4 separate regions of the Mus musculus genome follow, and all the other regions are linked to region 2. A link is a contact called in public promoter capture Hi-C data. All regions are on one chromosome and are shown on one strand. The core of a region is the stretch at or near the end of the contact, and the rest is flanking DNA. Distances in the headings are between cores, read along the strand shown. Region 1 overlaps Stat1 (signal transducer and activator of transcription 1). Region 2 holds the start of Mfsd6 (major facilitator superfamily domain containing 6). Region 3 holds the start of Pms1 (PMS1 homolog 1, mismatch repair system component). Region 4 holds the start of Osgepl1 (O-sialoglycoprotein endopeptidase-like 1).

Region 1 (2,700 bases), core at 142-2,641, 580 kb before region 2:
CTCTCAGTGGCTAATGTCAGAAGGCTTATTCATCTTCTACAATGAAAAGTCAAAGCCTCCCTTATCACCGACAACCTGCCAATGAACCGGATATCTGAAGCATGTCTTTAAAATTCCATCAATACCGTTGTCCAGGTTTGCGGTCTGTGTAGCAGGGTGATGCAGACGGTAGTCGAAGTGGGTCTTTCTTAACTGAATGTCCCTGGAAGGGTCTTCACTCACTTGTGCACATTAACAAGGGTCTCAGACCTTGTTCTGTATTCCACATTTGGTGAGATACAAGGATTTTTTTTTCCCTGCTTGTTGTAGCGTATCAGTGGTTTCCCTTAAACAAAGTAGTGGACTTAACACAGCTCAGACCACATGCTGCATTAATTCATATGGCTAATTATATTTATGGCTTGTATCAGTTTGAACAACTGTCCAATTTGTGAGAAGGCTGAGGGATATATCTAAGTACAGTGAGCTTATAAAATCCACCGGAGATCTCGGCCTTATTTGGAACTGCACATTTGTTCTGCAGGGCTTTTGGTGGGGAGGGACTTCATGTAGGCAGAGGAACAGCGGGAAGTGGTGCTGGGTAGAGACAAGGGTGGCTTCTCCACAGAGCCTTCAGGGAGACAGGGGTCATGCCAAAGTCAGATCAGCCTGGAAGGGCGTGTCCTGGGGTGGGGTTTATAGAGCTCTGCCTGCTCTCTGGGAAAGGAGCTAAGAGGCACCAGATGGCTGGCTTGATGTCAGCTTCCTCTGCGCTTTCATAATCCGATCTCAGTAATCCTCCATGCATTCCTTCATGCTGTTGGAATCAAACCAACAGACAGCAGCATGGTGGTGCGCATCTGTCATCTCAGGCTGGCGGAGTCGGAGGCAAGGATGGGAAGCAAGGAGTTTGAGGCCTGACTGAGCTACACGGGGAGACCCTGCCTATAAATAAAGGGGGTGAAACAAAGCCACCATTCGTAGGTTTTAAACTGCTTGTTGGTCCTTTCAGCCTGTGTAACTAGAGGCCCATTTCAAGTTAATATACGAGAGAATATCACCTCTGCTGTAGTCACCCTTTGCAATAGATACAAGAGCTCTCAGTCCAACTAGAGCAGCAGATCAATTTCTGTTTGGTAAAAAGGCGATTTTTGTTTGTTTGTTCGTTTTTGTGTTTGTTTCTAGGCCCTAATGCTGGCCCTGATGGTCTTATTCCATGGACAAGGTTTTGTAAGGTGGGTCCTCCCTGGGTTGTTTGCTTACTCTGGCATGTTCATGTGTCCCCCTCACACCCACTAGGACAAGTTGTTTACCTTCCTACAGGGCAGGAGGTTGGTCTGCAAGCAGAGACCGACCGAGACCAGCCGGCAGGAAGCACCTGCCTGAGTGATAACACTCTCCCACATCCCTCGCCCCAGCCTCTTAATCAGCAGGGCTCTGGCTAAGGCCGTGGGAACCGTGCACGGAGCAGTTGTGCAGAGCTACCCCAGCTCGAGGGCACCTGCACAGGGTGGTGAGACCCTGCACGGTTCGCCAGCAGGAGCTGAGCTGCTCATGCTGGCTTCTGCTACAGTGAGCACACTCTTGTTTTCCAGTCATCTGGGAAGTCACCTTTGCCGGGTGCTGCTCTTGGGAAAGGGAGCCAAGGAGGGAGAAGCTCTAGCAAGTCAGAAAGAGGCAGGGGGAGCCAGCCAGGCATTTCCACTCAGGAACGACTGCCCCTCTTGCTTGATCTGGGGTCTCTTTGGAGGGGCAGGGCAAAGCAGTGCTTTGGTTAACCAATTGTGCATTTGTATACTTGCAGGAAAATATTAATGATAAAAATTTCTCCTTCTGGCCTTGGATTGACACCATCCTAGAGCTCATTAAGAAGCACCTGCTGTGCCTCTGGAATGATGGGTAAGCGTCCCTGAGCGCTCCGAAGGCTGGGACAGAGTGCCGGCCGGCCTTCAGGATTTGGCAGGGGTTTTGCTCAGAGATGCACACTTACCTGGTATAAGGCTCCTTGAAAGGACACCCTCAGGAGATTAAGCATGTCTTAGGATATCTATATTTAGATCTATCTATTTAAAAGCTAAATTAAAAACAAAAACCTCTTAGTGTCATTAATGTATTTATTCATTCTCACAAACATTGTCAGTATTTACTGTACTGCCCTAATAAAGAATCAGAAACCACCAGATGGGGCAGTGCAGATCTTTAACTTCAGCTGAGGCTGAGGCTGAGGCAGGCTGATCTCTGCTCGTAGCACAGCAAGCTCCAGGCAGCCACGGCTGACAGTGAGACTCAGTCTTTTTTGTTAAAAGGAAGGAAGGAAGGAGAGAAGGAGAGGGAAGGGAAGAGAAGGGAAGAAGGAAGGAGACAGAAGGAAAGAGAGAAAGAGAAAAGTGTTTAGCTCATTCAGTCCAGGGATCAACTGATATCTCCGGGGTTCCTGTCAGTTGACCAGCAGTGATGGTGTCTGAAGCGCTGTTACCTGAGGCTGCGTCCCCAGTACAAGATGCATAGGCAGACACTGTCATGCGTGGTGTTTAAAGTCAGCAAGTAACAGCAGACGACGACGCATTGCCTGTTTACCAAGCCACACCCCAGTCGGTGTTCATCCTGATTCCTACTTAGCACATGTATCTATAAGTGAGATGCTCCCTTTAAGTGCCAGTTAAGCATTTTGAAAGCATACATTTTCATAGTATGTTCTCTTGTCAGGCGGCAGCAGGTTTC
Region 2 (2,700 bases), core at 95-2,594:
ACCCAATGTTCTCTTTTACAGTGCTGCTGGTAGCACATAAACTGTATGCTGCCTACTTTCAACTACACCTAATATCACACACAATATCACACACAACTACACACAACATCGTGAACCTCCAGCAAGGTTAAAGGAGATTTGACTGGATTACTATCATCTTGTATCCATCTTTTTTCTCTGTGTGAGAAAACTGCAGCCTGGGATGATGTAACAACAACCAAAGGACACAAAACTACTTAGACACTGGTTGGGAGTTGAAACTTCAACTCCACAAGGTTATTTCTACGATGGATTGGCAGGTATTATATGTCCCAGTGGGTGTAGGCATGCTTATTAATTTTTTTTTTTTTTGATGAAAGGGAATGTTTGTGGTTTCGCAGGCGTGTGGGAGAATCAAAACGCACAGTGTGCCAGACTTAAGGGTGGTAATCCACGGGCAAGACCACGTGGGGAGGGGCAAAGGGAGGAGGAGGGGCTACATCTGAATCTTTCCTCTACCTGGTAGTCTCTGTGAAGCGAGGGACCCAAGCCTGAGTTGAAGCTCAGTGCTCAGCGCGCACGCACACCGTAGGACATTTCTCCTAAGGAGGTAGCAGCCCGGGAAGAGGTGTACCGCCCCCTGTATTTGTTTCCACGGGGGAGGCAGACAATGTCAGTTTCCTCCTGCTACACAGGGGGACACTGTCAAGGGCCATGAAGACAAGCTCGCCTCCCCCTCTCTCCCGGGGATGTTTACCTCCAAGGCGACGCCGGGACCGGACTCTGACAGGCTTGGGCCCGCGGGGCCCACCCGCGCCCCCCACCTTCTGCAGCAGCTGCGGGCGGGCGGCGGCCAAGGGCTCCCGGGCAGCGCCTTTGTTTTCCCGACTCCAATTACGTTTGCGGAAGTGCTGCGGGCGCGGGGGACGCCGCTGTCCTGCACCCCGAGATGACAGGCGGCACCCGGGAGGGCGGGATAGGCTCGGAGGCCCCGGGCCGGGGCGGCGCCCACCCCGCAGCAGGTGCACGGAGGAGGATCCGGGGCCCCGGGGCGGCGCCGACCCACTCACCTGGAGGCGCTCAGCTGCGCGAGGCGCGGGGAGCCCTGTCCCCGGGGTGCGGGGCGGCCGCTCGGGGCGCCGGGGCGGCGGCGGGCAGGCCAGAGCGCCGCATGTCGGTTGGGTGGCTAGCTCCTCTCCCGGGGGTGCGGCGGGCGCGACGGCTGGATGCAAGCCGGGTGGGGCGAGCGATGGCGCTGGCCCGGCGCAGTCCGGCGCAACCCCTCTGTCCGCTCCTCCTCGCCGCTTTGGTCCCAGGCCTGGCCTCGCTGCCGCCGCCTTCGCTCCCGACCGGCTGGACCCGTTTCAGGGCTGAGCTGGAGAACCGGGCGCCAGGTGCAGCGCTCCGCCTCCTGCGGCGGCGGATGCGTCCGCCGCCTCCTCTCGGCCTCCCGCCCTCTGGGGCCGCCCGGGGGACCCGGTATCCAGCCCCGGCTGCCGTGACATATTCTAAAGAGTGAAGAGGTGGGCGATGCCCCATCCCCGTTCCGCCACACCCCATTGCGCTCGGGCTGAGCGGTGTTTTACTCCCTAATCTCTGATGGGGTGTTGGAAAGAACTTGAAGCCCAAAGTAAATAACAACCTGGTCTAGGGGTGGTGACAGCCATCAGTTTTCCAGAACTTAATAGGTGCCACCCTCAAAGCTAACTCTGCTGATGAGATGCATGCTGTCTGGTTCTAGGCACAACCTTGGTAAACTGTCCTCGGGTGACCCCGCAGACAACAGCTAGGAGAAAGACAGTGCTCGCTCCAGGAGCTTCTGGAACCCAGACAGCATCTGAACATGGCACCTTAATGAAGAAGTGACCTGAGCACAGGTGTTACTCTAAGAATTAAGCTGTATCATTTGTTAAATTCAGATAGCAAGTAGATTGTATACAGGTTTGGTTTGACAAGGGTATGTGCGTGCCTGTGATGGGGAGCAGAGAATCCAGAGCCAGCAATAATGACAGCTAACATTTAGGAACATTCGTTTCTTACATGGGAAGCATTGTTTACATACCATTGAATCCTATAGATGTAAGCAATGTTAATCTATTGTTACAGCTACAAAACGAGACTGAAAGTTAACTAGGTTCAAAATTACAAACAAGTAGAAGAAAATCCAGGCTCTGCATCATAAGACATTACTAAAGAGCACTTTATAGGCCCTGACGCTTCAAATTGTGAAGCCCTTCTTTATGAAAAAGTATAAATATACAGTTGCTGGATGCTCAGCCCCCGTTTCCAGGGACAGTTTCTGCAGTCAATACGCCTTATTACAGACCACTTGAAATGTTGAGACGTGGAAGTTAAACAAAGACGGTATCTGCTAGCGTTTCAGAGGAAAATTATAAAGGTGATTTGTACAAAGGATGACATATCTGCTCTGGTGTGACCTGGAGACAGCTGGATCCCTCATTGTGTGGAAATGAAAAGCTCTTCAAGTTCCCAGTTGGGCTATCATGAAAGACAACATTCTCCTGATCTGTCCAGCCAGTACGGAAGTGAAAAAGAAAGCAAGCATTCTCCTGATCTGTCCATGCATTAAGGAAATGAGAGAGAGAGAGACAGAGAGAGAGAGAGAGAGAGAGAGAGAGAGAGAGAGAGAGAGAGAGAGAGAGAGAACAAAGTGCCTGAAGATCCTACTGTATCAAGTGTGAGAGGAGAGGTTTTGTAGGA
Region 3 (2,700 bases), core at 187-2,686, 570 kb after region 2:
CCCCTTAGTATTTCTCCTCTGAACGACTCCAATAACTACCAAATTGATATATGGATTTAAATATTTGTAAGTTGTTTCTATAATTAAAGTATCTTTGCTATCCTACTTTAAATTTTTAAGATTTTTCAACTGCTAAGTATGTTAAGTCCAAATTCCCTACTACCCTATCTCTCTAATTTCATCCCATTTTCCAAATGTACACACAGTACTAATCTGGTCACACTACAATGTGGCTCTCTTTACCTAGATGTGGTAGGATTTCCTGGGCCACATGACATTTTTCTGGGATGTCTTGTGTCAGTTCCCAAAACTCTTTTTCCATATTCCAATCTCCCAAGAGATTAGGCATCCCTTCGTTTTTTTAATTCAAACTCATAAATGGCTATTTTATTTATCTGTCCCTTCCTCTCTGGCTCATATTGCTTTGAGGGCAGTGAATGTATATTGAAAACATATTCAGGAATGTGGCATATTATTAAGGGGTGTGCACTTAAAGACCTCCTCTGAAAAGCCAGAGGGTTGATGTTCCAGCACACAACACATGGAGTGTGGGAAAAGAATTCATACCTAGTGAGGACAATCCTACTGTTGGAACAGTCCTAGTGTTAGAAAAGAAGTCATGTTTACTGAAGCCAATCAACAGTCCTGGAAGTATGCTGTGATCAGAAAGAGAAACTGATCTACAAAAGCAAAAAGATTAGAGAGCTTGGATTTTAGGGAGAAAACAGCAAATTTTACAACAGAATAAATCCAACCCAACCATCACACAGAACCAACACAAATAAAAGATACCTACACACACACACACACACACACACACACACACACGCACGCAAGCATTCTGTCAACTTTAAAATGTTTTTCAGAGTTATTTCTGAAATAAAACTCACAAAGTTTTATAAATACAAATCACCAAGGTTAAAAAAAAAAAAGTACTTTCAAAGATGATTTAGAAAGAGAATGGATTAATCAAATCTTTTTTTCCTCCCCTTCCTCATAGAGATGAACTTCTGGTATTCACATCTCTTCAGGATGTACACTGTCTTCATTGGGAATAACCACAAATTAATACCTTTTTGTGTGAGACAACGCACAGTGCTACAAGCCGCTACACTCTCTAGCAAGACAAAACTTTCCCACCTTGAACCCCAAGGGTCTGAGCTCCAACTACTGCCGAGCCAGCCCAGAGGCTTGAAACGCGTGCGCGCGAGCCCCGCAAATCCGCACCTAGCCCCGGGAGGCGCCTTCAGCCTCCCCGAGCATCACCGGGCACGCTCGTTCGCGGTGACACTACCTTCTAGCGCGCATTCACCACCCACAGCGGCAAGCACTCAGCAAACCCTGAGTTGCACGGCCTACTTCGCTGGACGTCCTTCGGACCGAAGCACGGCTGCGCTCAGCAGGACCCGCGCTCGCGCTCCTCTAAGGCCCGCCCACAGCAGGAAGTGGGATTGGCGCGGCTGGCAGCCAATCGGCTGCTCGCTAGAGCAGCTTGGCAGCCTTCCGGAAGCGGTGGGGCGCACCAGTAGCTCTAGCCAGAGGACCTACTGTGGCTGCCGCGGGAATTGTCCTGTGACCAGCCAGGAGCTGGCGGCCGGTAAGCTCGAAGGCTTCCTAGAGCTGCGGCACGGCCCAGAAGGCCTGCGGCAGAGCAGGTTCCTGCTGCCTCCGGGGCTCGCGCTGTGCACCCTAGGTGTCCGCAGGTGGTCGGCGCGCCGCGGAAGTGCAGCCGCGACTGGGGCGGTGGGTGTGCGCGGGCGGGGAGGGCCGGGTAGCGAAGCCTTTGCGGCACAACCTGCTGAGAAAGGGTTTCTAATCTAGCATAGGTGGCAATGTGAGGCTCTTTCCAGCGGGTTTGGGTTTTTAATTTTTTACGTTGTGTGGGATGTTCGAACTATTAAGCTTTAAAAGTGCATTATAGGTACTTGGTTATTATAGAAGCAAAATTTACGCGAGACTCTCCCTTAGTGTAACTTTCATCACTGCCTGTTCCATACATCTTGAGAAGCCGAAAGAACATTACACTCCAGAAACACTTGCGTAGCCGGGTGAAATTCCTTTCTTCAAACACTGCAATAGAAAGGATTTTAGGTATCTTTGAATAGAAGCTGAAATGTATTCTAGCGCATTTCCTTCTCTCAGACAACACCCATTTCAGTTTGATTGTAACAAAGTAAACTCTTAGGCCCCCCCAAAACTGTATGCTCACGACAATTGAGTACTAATACTAGAAATACTAATACTTAGTGTTTCTTCCTGAACATAAAAGGAGTAAGCGGGTGGGTGGGGGCGCGCGGAGGTAAATAAATAAATAAGTAGAGAGTTTGGCTAAAGAAATATTGAGAAAGATTCATGACTTTAACCTAGTTGTGGTACAAATTTGAACCCCTAACCCTATAAATTTTTCATTTTACATCAACAGCTTGTTATTTCTAGGTTCACTATTCAAATGGGGGCACACAGCCAGGCATTAGTGGCTTATACACTTGTAATCCCTCTACTCTACAGGAGGATACCTGTGAAAATGAGGACAGCCTGACCAACCTATACAGTGAAACCTTGTTTCAAGAGAGAGGGAGATCAAAGCAAAATGCTTTTGACCTCTGACTATGGCTAAAATGTTCCATTACATGTTAGCATCTTGCCACTCAGACTGGTTGAGCCAGTTCTGTCCCCCCACCCCCACACACACACATCTTT
Region 4 (2,700 bases), core at 144-2,643, 590 kb after region 2:
AGGCTACAGATACAGCCATTCAAACCACTCAGCCTTCTCCAGGTTACTCCACTTTGTGTGCATTTCCAGTTCTCTACCTTTCAATTATCTGCATTGAAGATCGAGGGTTAACCTTAAGTTTTTAGCTCTCACAACTAAGAAAGTACCTGCCATAAAGGAACAGTCTGGATGAATGTGTGATAAAGTCCAGGTAGGCCTACAGGAGTGGGTATTTGTAGTCCCAGTTACTGTGGAGGCTTACAAAAAGAAGTCCGCGAGTTCTGGACAACATTGCAAGAACCTGAATCATAGATTTTTATATTTCATACACATGTACATGCATCTAAGTGGAACACGTAAGGTATAAGTATTGTAAAATTCTTCCTATTAAATTCACCTGAAGGTTACAAATGAGTTTGACTTCTGGTATTTAACCAAACAGGTTCCAGACTCAAGGTTGCCCTGGCCCATTCTGTGTTAGTCAGAGGCACTTAACTCTGTGACTAAATTCATTCAAAATTAGCAGCCCAATTATCTGTAAATGAGGCCACCAAGCACAGTATCTCCTGGATGTGTTCCTGACCCTGCTGGCACAAAATTGTTACTTTATTGTCACAGGTTGAAAAAAGTCTCAATTTTTTTAAAAGTAAGTTCAATATTGTAATTATGAATTTACTAGTACCTTCTCCTAGAGTTTAGTGTAAGTCTGTGAGAAGAGTTACCTGGTGGTGGTGGTGGTGGTTTTTTAACTCATCAAAGCAAAGATCCAAGCCCTTCCCAGCCTTGCATTGTAAAGCCTTTGCTTGCTACAGTTTTAAAGTTTAGGTAGAGAGGAAAGATTTGGAATACATCCATTTGATTGTACTAACAGGTTCACAAACCAGACCAACAAAAACAAAGCAAGATGCAATAATTAGTACATGCTATACAGAAAGTTGAAAGCTGACCTAGTAATCCGGGGCTATAGAATGCCATGGGTGCTTCACTTGGGATGATAAATGCAGCAGTTGTTTAAACTGTACAACCAAATACACTTCACTGAGAATCAAGTGCTGTTTTTGCGGGTGTTCTGACTTCTGATGAAAATACTTTCCCCATGAAAATGGAAGGTTTCTCAGGCCACTACCTTTTAAGTCTGGTGACAGCTTTCCTAAAATAGAATGACAGTAAATCCTACCCTTTTTCTCTTGGTGGCAGCAAAGTTCTAACGGAGGGCAGAACCCTTTCCTTAAATGCGGCATAGTGTGGGCACAGTGAGATCTACTGAATCTGGACACCTTTTCATGAGTCGCTATCAGCGTGACTTAGTAAAAGACCTGGTATTCACAAACCTGGCAGGAACGCCTGGGGCTATAAGAAGTTATTAAGCATTTCTTTACTAAGACAAGAGAAGGACCGCCGGCCCAAGGGCGGTGACGTCACTTCCGGGCGCCTGCGTAGTGCGGGCGCCCGCAGTTTCCTAAGGGGAATGGAGACTGCTCCCGCGCACGTCTTTCCTGTCCCAAGCTTTTGCTCACCACCAACAGAGACTCCGTTGCTTTCCAGCAACAGATTCCAGCTGTGTTGTCCAAAACTAATTCTTCTGGAGAGGCTGTGGGAGCTCACGACTGAAATCTGCGCGTAGTTTACTCTCAGCCCAGTCACTGCAGGTCTGCTTTCCCAGTTGACGCGTTCACTGTATTTCTAACCCCAGTTTTGCTCATTCCACACGTCTTGCAGTGTGGGAATACTAGAGTGTTTATGTTTAGTGATGGATGGATTGCTACCTTTTGGGGAGGAGTTGATGTGGGGAGAAGGGTTTAGGAAGAGGTTTGGGTGGTGAACCTATTACAAAAAGTGGAGATGTGAATCCGAAGATTGGATAAGTGTTTACGGTTGTCTTTGCAGAGATGCCGGGGGTTTTTGCTTGTTTTTTACAATGAACTTTATGAGAGGGCTTGCTTCCAAAATACAAAATTAAATCCTGATTAGTGAGCATAATATTTTAATAAACTGTCCAAATGCAGTACACTATTTTCTGGGGGAGAGGGGAGTCAATAAATGGGAGGCCTTTATTTTTGATTTGTTCTATTTGCCTTTAATTTTTAACATCACTTTAAGTAGTACTGTCCACATAACTATTATACTATAACATTAACTGTTGTATAAAGTGCGTGTTGAGCATGGTTTACCCAAAATGCCTGGACCAGAAGTGTTCCAAATTTCAAAAAAAAATTTTTTTTAATTTTGCGATGTGCCATATTCGTGACCAATTTGAGGATGAAACCCAGGTATAGATGTGAAATTCGTGTTTCATTTGCATCCTGTAAACACAGCTAAGGCAATTTTATACAATAATATTTTTAGTACTTTTTGTGTTTCCACTAACAACTCAGGTGGTAGCGTGCTTTAGAGCTTCTTTCACTTTGGGGGTGCTCAACTTGATACATTATAATCATTTTATATGCTTCTCATTTTTCTCTTGCAAAATTTGATTTATTCCTATCTAGTGATTTCTAGGACCTCTAAAAGATTTTGATAATGTTTTTACAAATGTTCTTAAAATTTTGAAGTCTGCATACTTAAAAAATAAGATAACATTCATTATTTTGTTTAAATAAATGAATTCATTGCAAATGACATAATATTTCTGTAACTCTTTTCTAGGAAGTATTTGTAGAGTAACAAATATGCTAATGTTAAGAAGGACAGCAGGAGCTATTCCCAAGCCCCCAAAGAGTA

Evidence for each region. Promoter capture Hi-C pulls out the DNA fragments that hold promoters and counts their contacts.
Region 1: a promoter capture Hi-C map of hippocampal neurons shows a contact between it and region 2, with 4 times the contacts expected there. The contact joins the enhancer-like site here to the promoter of Mfsd6 in region 2. A contact is called at or near these places in 10 of 39 promoter capture datasets (cranial neural crest, embryonic stem cells, frontonasal cranial neural crest and 6 more) and 3 of 115 datasets of contacts at active chromatin or transcription factors (double positive thymocytes, embryonic forebrain and stem cell-derived neural progenitor cells).
Region 3: a promoter capture Hi-C map of pre-B cells shows a contact between it and region 2, with 4 times the contacts expected there. The contact joins the promoter of Pms1 here to the promoter of Mfsd6 in region 2. A contact is called at or near these places in 5 of 39 promoter capture datasets (the C10 cell line, the HPC-7 cell line, hippocampal neurons and 2 more), 1 of 484 Hi-C or Micro-C datasets (embryonic stem cells), 1 of 115 datasets of contacts at active chromatin or transcription factors (astrocytes) and 1 of 9 other capture datasets (adipose tissue).
Region 4: a contact with region 2 is called in a promoter capture Hi-C map of pre-B cells, with 4 times the contacts expected there. The contact joins the promoter of Osgepl1 here to the promoter of Mfsd6 in region 2. A contact is called at or near these places in 11 of 39 promoter capture datasets (the 3T3-L1 cell line, the C10 cell line, the HPC-7 cell line and 7 more) and 1 of 115 datasets of contacts at active chromatin or transcription factors (astrocytes).

The regions. Positions count from the first base shown.
Region 1 is chr1:52,149,455-52,152,154 of GRCm38.p6, forward strand. Stat1 (signal transducer and activator of transcription 1) reads left to right here. Exons shown (of 25, transcript NM_009283.4): 19 at 1,165-1,214; 20 at 1,784-1,878. Among named protein-coding and RNA genes, the nearest start is that of Stat1, 31 kb to the left of the region's middle. Within about 2 kb of position 1,392, at least 100 of the 459 cell types and tissues checked have an H3K27ac peak or open chromatin away from gene starts, as enhancers often do. A contact at or near this core is called in double positive thymocytes and hippocampal neurons, where this site is marked.
Region 2 is chr1:52,725,974-52,728,673 of GRCm38.p6, forward strand. It overlaps Mfsd6 (major facilitator superfamily domain containing 6), which reads right to left and starts at 1,345. Exons shown (of 6, transcript NM_178081.4): 1 at 1,050-1,345.
Region 3 is chr1:53,295,592-53,298,291 of GRCm38.p6, forward strand. It overlaps Pms1 (PMS1 homolog 1, mismatch repair system component), which reads right to left and starts at 1,437. Exons shown (of 13, transcript NM_153556.2): 1 at 1,295-1,437. It overlaps Ormdl1 (ORM1-like 1 (S. cerevisiae)), which reads left to right and starts at 1,504. Exons shown (of 4, transcript NM_145517.4): 1 at 1,504-1,597.
Region 4 is chr1:53,312,231-53,314,930 of GRCm38.p6, forward strand. It overlaps Osgepl1 (O-sialoglycoprotein endopeptidase-like 1), which reads left to right and starts at 1,394. Exons shown (of 8, transcript NM_001285839.1): 1 at 1,394-1,628; 2 at 2,626-2,700. The coding sequence starts at 2,649.